Regions from separate parts of the Mus musculus genome. Here region 1 is linked to region 2. A link is a contact called in public Hi-C data. All regions are on one chromosome and are shown on one strand. The core of a region is the stretch at or near the end of the contact, and the rest is flanking DNA. Distances in the headings are between cores, read along the strand shown.

Region 1 (5,997 bases), core at 514-3,013, 370 kb after region 2:
CTTCCAAACTCTTAGGCGGTTTGTTCCAGGATCGCCGTGGATGCCAAAATACGAGGATACTCGAGTCCCTTGTATAACGTGCCTAATGTTTACACACAACCAATGTGCATCTGCCTGCATGTGCCCCATCTCTTCTAGACTACTTGTCAAAGCTAAGGCATTTAAATAATTGTCACCATGCAAGATATAGGTACTAGAGACAAGAAAAAAGTCTGTGCATGTTTAGATAGAATTGTTTTAAAACCTATTTTCAGTCCCTGGATGGTTGAATGTGCCCATAAATATGAAGGGCTGACTGTGTGCCATGAACCAGGCCTTATGAAATATATCCCTAGCAACTATGTTACTTTTTTTTTTCATTTTTCCTGATGATGTGAACCTCAGAGATATGAAATGAGTTTTTTTTTTTTTTTTTAAGCCTTAGACCAGTAACACTAAGCTCAGGTCGATTATGAATCTTGTGAATATCATGCTGTACATCTCTGAACTCCAGATAAGGGTTTTTCATCCAGCTTTGACCCCACTTCTTGCCTTCCATAAGAACTGAAGAATCAGGACTACCGCTCGGGAACGAGATGGATTTCTTCATTTTAATATGTCAGAGATCCCCGCCCTCCCCACCCCCCCAAGGGTCTCACACTGTCGTCCTAGCCTGGAATTCACGCTGTAGTCCCTCTTGCCTGGCACTTAGAGATCCTGCCTCCTAAATTTTGGGATAAGAAATGTAAGCCTCTAAGCCCAGCCAGACAAAGATTCCATTTGTAACCGAATGGAATGCCATTTAAGAACCACTTCTCCTCCTTCTGGAAACAGCTTGTGGTAGAACCTTCTAGAATCTTTTTTGAAAAGCATTCCTGTGTGGGAACCATTTTGAATTGCCTTACATTCTGAATAATCCTCTATTAATCTGCCCATTATCCTTACAGATGGATTCAGCTAGGAGAAGGAAAGTGGACAAAACAGTTTAGTGCCTAGGAACGTCCAGAACAAACAAAGTACAAAGCTCCACCAAGCCAGAGGAATGGCACACTTGAATTGTATTTCAGATGACACATCTGGGGTTGGAGAAATGGCTGTATGGTGAAAAACACTTCCTGCTTTTGCAGATAACCTAGGGTCAATTCCCCGCACCCATGTGACCGCTCACAACTCCAGTTCCAAGAGATTCGACTCCTCTTTTGGATACCATGGGTACAAGTGTAAGTGCAGGCGTGACAACCATGTACATGAAATAAAAATAAAGGAATGTATAAAGAATGGTACATTCAAGGGGTTTGTAATTGTTTATCGTCCTAGTCCAATGTAAGCATGGAGCCCTGGAGCAGACAACCAGGGAGTAAATGGAACATGATTAATCAACAGAAAGTAAAACCTTCAAGACAATGTAGAGAGAACAGTAAGCAACAAATAAAAGGTAAATTTGTTATACCAAAATTCCAACTAGCCTCAGAAATGTAAGCGACTCTCCTTATATGTATTCTAGTAGTTCATCTTCTTGCTGGTATATTGTGTGTGTGTGTGTGTGTGTGTGTGTGTGTGTGTGTGTGTGTGTGTGTATTTATTTTGAAAAGCTAGAATTTGCTCTGAATACCAAGGCAACTTCAGCTCCTGGAAGCAAAGGCGGCTGAATAGATAGCAAGCAAAATACAGTCTCTATTATTCTTAGCTTTAAAAAAAAAATTTTTTTTTTAAATACCCTCTGGGGAATTTGCATACTAGTCAGACTTCAGTGCTGAAGTGGGTGGTTCCGGCTGAGAGCAAGCTCTATTCTTGGATGTCTGCGCTGCGGCTGAGCAGGACAGGGATTGCTCAGTGCCGCTACGGACGGAGCCTTAGAGTCGTTTCTTTTAATGGGGTTCACCTGTCAAGTCCAATTTCCCAAACCTGAGCAAAAAGCCCTTGTAATGAGGCACGCTATCCTTTTCTTGGCAAAACTCAAAACCGGGCTGTTTCTGTCTGTCGGCCAAATCCTGAAGCATAGTCTTGCGCTTCCATTAACGAGATTGCGTTCTCTTCAGATGGAAGGCTCAGGAATTTCTCTCATCTCTTTTTCGCCACCCCCCCCACTCCCACCCCCACTTCTTTTGTTAGCAAAAGTGTGTCACAAGTCAACACACTTTCCTCAAGGCAAAACAGGTGCCTTCCTTTCTTTCTCTTCTTTGAGTAGCACTGTCATTATGTGGCTGAGTTTCAGGTTATGTGACTCTTAGCTACTCTTACTCAAGGCTTCACCATTCCATTACCAGCCAGGAGTCTTTGGTGCCTATTCAAACATTTTCTATCTGAATAAACTCACAGCTTAGAAGGCAAAAAGATGGTGAGGTTGCTAATGCAGAGCCTTTCTTTCTAGTGTTTGGGCTTCAGGATTTTAGACTTTTTATCAAAATATCTACATCATTTTAGAAGTCAAACAAAAATACAAATAAATTAAATTGGTTTAAGGTCTTAGTTGTTTCTATATACAGGGGATCTTGTAAGCTAAATATTCCTCATCTTAATTAGTATCTGAAATTGGTTAGTGATTAATAGAGTATACATTTTTTATGTGAACTACCCGCCCCTTTTTCTTGAGAAAGCTTTAGTCCTTTAAATCTTGGACAATGACCGGAAAGCTTAATGAGAGAAAACAAGTGAGTGTTCTGCTAAATGATCCCAAATCTGAGTGGGGTAATCTGTCCCTCGCCTCCTGGAATTTTAACACACTGACCTGAGAGAAGGAAAAGGAAGAAGAAGAAGAAGAAGAAGAAGAAGAAGAAGAAGAAGAAGAAGAAGAAGAAGAAGAAGAAGAAGAAGAAGAAGAAGAAGAAGAGGAGGAGGAGGAGGAGGAGGAGGAGGAGGAGGAGGAGGAGGAGGAGGAGGAGGAGGAGGAGGAGGAGGAGGAGGAGGAGGAGGAGGAAGTTAGATAATGCCAGTTGATTAATACGTTGCACTAAAAGTGAATCTCCTGAGTTCAGAGGAGAAAACTCAGGGAGAGTATAAAATTACTTTGGTGCAACAACAAAAAATAACAAGAAGCAAATGTGATGTTTGCAATGTCAAAAACAATATGGAAGTGGGGAAGGGGCTGGGGGGTGGGACACAAATGTGTGTTCTGTTGTGCTGTGTGTTCACGGATACAATGGCACTCGGATTGTTTCCAAGCCGTGTTGTTTCTCAGTGTTATTCCCTCTAGGAATCTCCTTGAGTCAGATGTGCTTGGACGCATGCAGCTAACTGCTCTTAATAGCATGGCACTGGGAATGAGAAGGAATGTACTAACCCGGCCAGTCCCCGGCCTCTGAGGTTTCATATCCCACTGAAAATGTTGTCATTAAGAAGTCAGAAAGCATATAATCTCATGATGAAGAATGGCTTATTTCAAAACTAATGCCATCCCAAACCTTCACGGAAACCTGCTGCATTTCCCTTTCTGCTTCTCCGTCAGCTGCGGTGGAGGGGTTGAAAGAACGACGCCCACCATTGTAAAAGAGCCATCCCCAAGCTAAATACTTTAAATATCAACTGCTTGGCAGAAAAGGGGGCGGGGGGGACCTGCCAGTTCAAATGATACTAACCATAGCTCTTCTTGAAAAGCTCCTGTTGACTGGGAATGGTGGTACGTGCCTTTAGTCCCAGCATTTGGGTGACAAAAACAGGCAGATCTCTGTGAGTTTGAAACCAGCCTGCTCTGTATGCTGAGTTCCAGATCAGCCAGGACTATATATAGGACTGTGTCAAGCAAACAAACAAACAAACAAAACACTCCTAGTGTGAATCCCAAAACTACTGATGACGCCACGCCACCATGATACATATTTAAGATTGTCCCCTAAGAATCCAGTTTTCAATATTGTGCAAATTAGTTAAAATAGATATCAGATCAAATACACCTGCAATGTTACTGTCCAAAGGCTGGACTGAATCTAAATGATGGTGATAGATCTCACCAATCCTGAAACAATGCCAAAGGCCCCTGGGGTATATGTAACATTTGTGCAGCTCAGTCTCCATGTAGCCCCTCCCCCAACAACTGGAGGCGAGGCTGTCCCTAAAGCTGTAACCTGACTGTGGTATCTGTTCCCCAACAGGGTTGCCTCATCTGGCCTCAGTGGGAGCGAATGTGCTTGCTTTGGCAGAGACTTGATGCACTGGGGGGCGGGGGGGGGTATTTAAGGGGCTCCCGCCCTCTCAGAGGAGAAAGGAGGGGGGATGGGGAAGGACCGCTGGGAGTGGGGACAGTAATTGGGATGTAGATAAAAATAAAAAATAAATTGGTAAGTTTCTAAATAGATATTTTCTCCACTAAATGAAATAATTGGAGTTTGTTGTATGTCAAACTAACATCTAGAAGGAACACTATGAAACTGATGCTCCATTCAAGCCAATCGGGTGGTGGATTTTAGTTGTTACATTGTGGATGTTTAGTTGTTCCATTGCCTGCCTTGGTAAGGAACTCGAGGTCCAGTGCTCTAATGTATAACCGTTAGGAAATAAATGACTAGATGCAGCTCAGATTTTAATGATGCCACACCCTTCAGCGCATAAGCTGAAGTGTGTCACCTTACTTCACGTATCCCATGCAGTGACTCTGGATGGTAAATGTTATCCTGAGGAACCCCTGTTGGCTCTTCTCACCCCAAATTCTGTGAACACTTTAATTAAGATGGTAGGTGGAGAAAGTCAGTCTGTTAAATATTACTTCCACCAAAGCATGTTTCACAGCAATAAATGAATGACATTTAATATTCGTAACTACTCCACAGTAGTTGATAAATTTAATTCATTTTGCAAAAATAAGTATTTTTCATTTTAAAGATAATTTGTAATCTTATACACATCTTCCAGTTTGTTGAGTCTGTTGCCTCCGTAATACACAACCCCGCCCCCACATGATTTTATATATTTGAGGGCAACTGCACTTGCTCTGGATATTCCCTGCTGTTTTTCTTACCTAATATAGTTGGCTGGTGGCTAATGCTTTTACATATTCATGTGTGCTGTGCTGTCATGCAGTAAGAGTTCAAAATCATTTCACTGTAAAAGCAAGAGGTCCAAGGGCTAGACGTGATCGTAGCACGGCCTGAACTCAGAAAGTCCATTAAGCTAGTCCAACTCCACCATTTCTGCTTCTCCAGGTGTGGTACTGATTCCAGATACTCAGAAAACATCTAGAGGGGTTCTCTCTCCTCTGTATGCAGCACACAGGAATAGAATCAGGCTGACTCGGACCCACAGGACCATGTGCACATGCGCATTTCACAGCCTTCACAAATTCTACCGGAAACTGACACTCTAAAAGATGAACCTGTCATGTATTTTTCTGGGCATTTCTCTCCGATTCAGGTCTGAGAAATCTTTGCCATGGCTAGGTCTCTTTCTTTCTTTCTTTCCTTTCTTTCTTTCTTTCTTTCTTTCTTTCTTTCTTTCTTTCTTTCTTTCTTTCTTTTTTTCTTTTTTTTTTTTTTTGTGGTTTCCAGTATCGGATTGGAAAACACCCAAGCAACTCTCTGAGAGACTCGAGAGACAATCACCTCCTTTCTTACCCTCAAGAACTGATGTGCATGCCGAGTCTGTACAAAAGCCACCTTTCTCCAGCCTCTTTCCCCATGTGTGGCACAGGGGGACCCTGAGCACACAGACGGTCACTATTCCAGTAATGGGGTCATCAAAGGGTGACGGCTTAGCACATCTGCCTGTGGTATACATTGCTAGCTGGCACGTGCACAAACTTCTACATATTTCAGCTATCAAGGGGGATCTTGTCTTACAGATCACAAGTTTATGCTCCCTTGAAGCCAAAGCAAGTGAGGTCTGGGTAAGGTGGAAGCAGCTTTCTCCTGGCTATTAACCCATCACGGCGTTCGGGTCCCTCGCCTACCTCTGGTACCAATTGACCTGCAGGCAGGGCAGGCCTAGATGCTGGCCCACCGCTTCACAATTTATACACATAGGATGTTTCTCAAAGATTATAATATTCTTCCCAGCCTTCAAGACACAGCTCTTGGTTGTCATTTAATA
Region 2 (6,027 bases), core at 1,982-4,481:
TTTACAATACATTTGAAAACTGCTATACAGAGGATGGAGAAACATACTATGACAGCCAACATAACTTTGAGGATCTATAACTGATTTAATGAACTATTTAAACGTAATGGTTGATTAACCTAAACATTGATTCTTTGTAAATGTCCCTCAGCTATAACTATTCATTTTTATCAATAGAGCTGATATAAATATTGTGTCATTCTTATGAAATTTCAGTGTGTTAAGAAGTACAACGAATGGCTGCTATGGGTGATTAAATGAATCTTTCAAGGAAAATAAACCTCAGATGTATGTGAATAGTTATGTCTATGTTTTTAATTGCTTGTATAGAACAAAAGAGGAGGAACTGTAGTACAAGTAGTCCACAAGGAAAGTCTCAATGGTTTTACATTGGAAATGTCTTGAGAAATAATGCTGAAGTGTTCTTGAATTGTATTTGAATTCGCACTCTTTGTTTGGCTTCCTACAGGCTCAGTGTGAATCAGCAGAGTGAGAAGGCTTCTCAAAATGTGGCTGTCATCCTGAAATAGATTAAGGAAACAGAGTGATCTGAATACAGGAATTGAAAGTAAGTGAAGCTGTACAATATCCAGACTCTCGTAAAAAAGAAAAAAATTAAAAAAACAAGTCAGTTCTCCATGGCTCCCTTGCTAAATAGGTTCACCGAGAAACTGGAACATGGCCAAGATCTATCTGCAAAGCAGCACTGCTGTGTAGAGAGTAGTTAACCTGAGAAAGTAAACACTTGCTGCATCACTTTAAGCCCCTAAGATACAGAAGTCAAAATGGAATAGGTTATACAAGAGAGTTGCTAGGGGCAGGAAGAGGACACCTGTGATATTTAGAAGAGTGATGGGGAGACCTAAGAAGTAGGTAGGAAAACCGTATGCAACTCCAACATCTGTGGGGAGAAGACAGGATCAGCTGTAAGTCTTTAAAACATCTTGGACAGACCTGGACCTGCTGCTGTAGTTTAAATACGAAATATACTCCTACAGGCTTAGGAGTGTATGAACATTGACCCCCCCCCCTCTGGCAACACTGTCTATGAAAGTTGATATGTTTTTGTATATTCTAGCTAGCAGACCTAAGACCAAAGAGGTGGGGTATAGAGGGTATAGCCACAAGCTCTCTGCTTCACAACAAACCAACATATAACATTCAGTCCTACAAGCTCCAGCTACCATGAGTTTGACCCTAACCACCATACATATCCTATAATTAGGAAATATCCCCTTAGATAGTGATATAAATAACTTGTTTCTAGCTTAATTTGTCCCAATATGTGGAAAATATATATGTTGTCCTAATAACAGGAAAGGTAACAAATTTAAAGGTCTCAAACATGTGCAGATGGTTTGATAAACGTGTAGGAAGATGTGGCTTCTATTATTACCCCTGTGTTTACTCATTGAATATAAAGCTATAGAAAAACAATATCCTCGCATCTGTATCCCTCTGATGCTAAAGAACAAATCAGTAGGGGTTCTGAGAATATCTCTCCTAGTAAGTCTCTTGAAGGTACAAGTTCCCATAGCCAGCATCCCCAACAAAACACGACTGATGTCTTCAGCATCGTTAAAGAATTCTAACATAGTTAAAGCTACATGTGGGCTCACATTCTGCCTAGCCTGTGCTGCTATTGTTAAGTGTGCAGCTCATGGGGTGGGAAAACACAGCCTAAGATTCGGGAGGCCAAAAATGGGGTTCCCTGATTCCCAGGCATCCAGTTGCTGCTGGAAAACAGAGAGGAGTTGGGAACGGAGGTTCAGGGGTCCCTGGGCTTGTGATGAGGACCCTGGGGGAAAGGAGCTCCCAAACCTACACATCCAGGAGCCACTGAGTCGTGGGGAGTTGAGAACAGAGTTGGGGGCCCCCCGCAGAGTCACCGTGTAATGATTATTAACCCAGGGCCAGGGAAATGGGGGAACTCCAACTTAGCTCATTTTCGAAAGTCCTTAGCTTAGCAGCCCTTGTCTGGAAACATAGGAGGGCCTTCTGCAAGAGACTTAAGCTGCAGCTCTGTAGGCACAGGTCTTCTCCACGCTCCCCATGGTGGTTCTTAATGGAACTGACCGTTCTTGGTTTCAAACTGTTTATTGATTGTTCATTGTTAAAAATCGGTACATACCAACCCTTCAATGTGCAGCAGAGACTAAATACCTTTTACAAGAAGGAATGCCTGGGAAGGGAAGTCTATTGGCTAATCCTTCAGGGCCTCTAGGTACCTCATTAGCATGGAGACCTACATGGGAACCATGGTCACAAGTTCTGGGACAGAAATCGAGTAGGGAGCAGAGAGACATCTACTGTCTCAAGTGGGTGCCTGGGTGCTAGGGTCTCGGGCCGACTCAACCTTACCAAGTTTCCTGGTATGGTCCACTGTACCACATGTCCATATTTCTTCTAAGTGGCTTAAAGGACAAAAGTTGAAACAAGAAGCTGATTTCATAACCTGACCTCTTTTAAATACGAAGAATTTATAATCACTAAAACTCAAACTTGGAAAGCATGGTTTCATGAATGAATATGCAGCAAACACCAAAATATGGACTAGAAGGTGAACAATTTCTTCTCATTTTTAAAGTCTAATATGAGTAGAAGTTAAGAAAAATAAAGACAGGAAAACAAACAACTAAGGAATACAGATTGTATGGATGGTTTTAATGAGACCGAGCTAAGGGACTTCTTTCCTTTTGTAATGGAAAATTTTGTTTTTTAAGAGAAATTAGAATTATTACAATTCCATTGTTTTGTTTTGTTTTGTTTTGTTTTTTTAATTCATGGAAATTGATTTTCCCTGTGTGGACGGTTAGAATAAGGGAATTAGACTTAAACCATGACCCTTCTGAATTGTTTTTGGAAACATCAGTAATGCCTCCCTCCCCTTTAATTACTAAAGAAATAAAATAATCTTCTTTCATTTCCTTCATTACCAGCCCGGTGTATGTCATGACAAAAGACTGTGTGTTATTTTTACCATAATTGCCCCTGCTTCCCTTGAGAATTTAAAAAAAAAAAAAAATCATGAAATTTTTGCAGTTTCTCTTTTCCTCAGACCAATGAAATGGTTAAGTACGTGACACCAGAGTCCTGAATTTAAGAAGCAAAAAATCTGGCAACCAGTCCAGAGTCCATTTCCAAAAAGAAGCAGCTTCCCTGAGCCTGTACAGAGGAGGCGGTTGCCTTGGCAACCGTATCTGATAGCAGAAAATATGGCCGACAGGTACACAGAAAGATCCAGGGAGCAAAGCCTCCAGGCTGCTGCTGCTGTCAGTGTTATGCACTCAGGACGCATTAACAAACGCCAAGGTTTACACTGACACCTAATTTATGACCGGGGAAAATTTCTGAGTAGCATTTATCTAGTTCCAATCAATGCAGTTTATAATTTGGTACCGTGAGGCAATCGCTGAGCATGAAATCTGACTTCCAGCATAAACAAGCAACCACCACAAATGACTGTCAAGGTAGACCCGAAACATAGAAAGGTAGCTTTGAGGCAAGATCGATTCGCACGTTCATTGATTCCCACCCACGTGTATGCTTACTCAGATTCCCCAGTCACACTCCATTCTCTGTTCTTTTACAGGGATGCAACTTTTAAGGCAAGTTATCAAACTGGGCAGAGGATTCATTACTTTGATTTATAAAAGGATTTGTCATTTATGTTCATATCTACTTTTTAAAGAGTAAGTGTTGCTCAATGTTGCCTGAGCCCTCAGTCCTGCCCAGCATCCCCCTTGGGGGCCAGTGGGTAAGAAGGTGCAGAATCTATGTCTCAGATGAGAAAACAGCAGGAGGCTCGTTCACTAAGTCTCAGGGCGTGCCCTTTATACCCTCTACCCTCTTCCCATTGGTTCCAAGCAAGGGTGTCCTCCAGGTAGCAGGTCCTGATTGGCTGTCACTGTCTACATCACCAATCTCAGGTAGGCTTCATTTTGGTCCTCATGGGGAAGTTTCTTTCCTCTGTGGCTATGCTGCCCCACTTGCTGTTTACCTACATTCACGGGGAAGTGAGCACCACCTTGGCAGCAGTGCCTTCTGTTCCTCCTACATCTCAACCGTCTATGTGTACTCAGAACCTTGTTCTAATCCTGAACCCTACTTCAACAATCTAACACATAACGGCATATGTTAATAATGGATCCTTGACGACAAAGGGTGAGAGTTCACTGGAGTGTCAGTGTGCGTTTGTGTAGCTTTTATCATAATGGGAAGGATTGTTTTGAGTTAGAGCATGATCAGCAAGAGCTACAAGACAATAGTTGATGAAGCTGTGTTTTAATATATATGCTTTCACACTGCGCTTCCTCTTATTCCTCTTTTAAATAGTCAACTCCATCTAAAAAGCAAAACATTCATGACGCAAGGGAAAGGACCCCACACTCTGCACAAACAATCATTCTCCAGTGTACTTATCTAATAGCTCATAGAATTTCACAGAATGCTTCTTAACCCAAAGACTCTTTGTTAGAAAAAAAATGGGATGCAATGCCAAGTGTCCTCTTTGAGTTTTTTTGACCATGCTTTTTATCAAAATGGACCACTAAACACCTGTGCCCACAGCATAAAGTACAGATCCCGATGGCATTTATTCATCCTGTTCTGAGAGCTCTTCTGTCTCAGTGCTTAGAAGTCTTTGAGCCTGGGCACTCCTGATGTTTCTCCACATATTAAATACCACCAGTCACATAATTCAAGGTCCTTTGTGTGCAGTAGGTAAAAAGACTCTTATGAATTTAACCCTGAAACTTTTCAATGAGTTTTGTTATAATCTTTGAATGAGAATACAAAAATTCCACATCAAGTTTAATAGCACACAGAAAGAAATATGGATTGGCTCTTTAAAATAGGAGCAAACAGAAAGTAAAGTGTTAGAATTTGTTGTTGAGAAGAAAAATGAAAGAAGTCTTAAGGTTTTACACGATTAAATAATTTTACTAAAATTTGAAAAGAATCTTTTTTGTTCAGATTAAGCAATGCTACATATTTTTTCATATCAAAGCTTCATATTCCAATTTCAGCAGAAACAAAGAAAGCAGTACAAGCGAATATTTCTATAAAGGGAGATATTTACAATTTTGATCAATGTCATAAGGGATTTCTACATATCTCTCAGTCATTAGATAAGCAAGATACCTAGTAATGTTTAAATAATTCAAACTTTAGCCATTTGACAGCAGAGGAAAAATTAATTGTAACAATAGAAGTAGAAAAACATTCAAAGTTTTCTCAAGGGATTTAAAATGTTTTCTTTTATATTTTAAGAATTCTTAATATAACAAACTACAAATGATTTCAAAACTTGTCATTCTATTTAGTAATATAAACTCATTTCCTCTCTCAATATATCGTTTTAAACAATATGGAATGCATGCACCGGAGGCTAGCTTTTAATACTTTTACTATACTCTCATTTATTCATAAATACAAAACTAGGAGTTGAATATTGTGGCAGTTGTTTTTCATTGTTTAATTGATTACTTTAGAATTACCACAGAAATGCACCTCTGAGTGGGGGTTATTCCAGAAGTGTTCAATTGGAGAGGAAAGACCTACCCTAAATGTAGGGCTCAACATCCCGTGAAGCTGAGGTCCTGAACTGAGTAAAAATATAAATAGGCTGATTACAAGCATTACTCTTTCTACTCCCCATCAGTAGGAACACTGAGACCAGCTGTCGCCCATTCCGGTACCCTCAAAATTTCAGGAAAAACGAACTCTTCCTCAAGTTGCTCTTGTCGGGTATTTTGCCACAGAGCAAGACAACAGTGAGGAAGTCAGTACCGATGCGTTTTCAATAATTCTGACAGTATGCTTCTTAGGCCTTTGGAACTGTTTGCAGGGAAAATACAGAAGGCCAATAAATAAATAAATAAATAAATAAATAAATAAATAAATAATAGAAAAATAAAAAAGAAGAAGCCCTACAATGCTGGAGGCAGAGAGTAGTTGGCCATTCTGGTAAGAGATTTGGAGAATACTTGTGCACAAATAGATGTTAGCAGTAGAGATCATGAGGTT

The links. Hi-C and Micro-C count contacts between places; a contact is called where the count stands out from the background.
Region 1: a contact with region 2 is called in a Hi-C map of cortical neurons, with 1.8 times the contacts expected there. The contact joins two enhancer-like sites. A contact is called at or near these places in 2 of 484 Hi-C or Micro-C datasets (cortical neurons and forebrain), 2 of 115 datasets of contacts at active chromatin or transcription factors (embryonic basal ganglia and embryonic stem cells) and 1 of 9 other capture datasets (embryonic stem cells).

Annotation. Positions count from the first base shown.
Region 1 is chr15:25,357,023-25,363,019 of GRCm38.p6, forward strand. No RefSeq gene overlaps it. Among named protein-coding and RNA genes, the nearest start is that of Gm36555, 28 kb to the left of the region's middle. Within about 2 kb of position 1,764, at least 53 of the 459 cell types and tissues checked have an H3K27ac peak or open chromatin away from gene starts, as enhancers often do. A contact at or near this core is called in cortical neurons and forebrain, where this site is marked.
Region 2 is chr15:24,989,675-24,995,701 of GRCm38.p6, forward strand. All of the region lies in intron 3 of Gm2824 (a long non-coding RNA gene), which reads right to left. Among named protein-coding and RNA genes, the nearest start is that of Gm2824, 30 kb to the right of the region's middle. Within about 2 kb of position 3,232, at least 31 of the 459 cell types and tissues checked have an H3K27ac peak or open chromatin away from gene starts, as enhancers often do. A contact at or near this core is called in cortical neurons and forebrain, where this site is marked.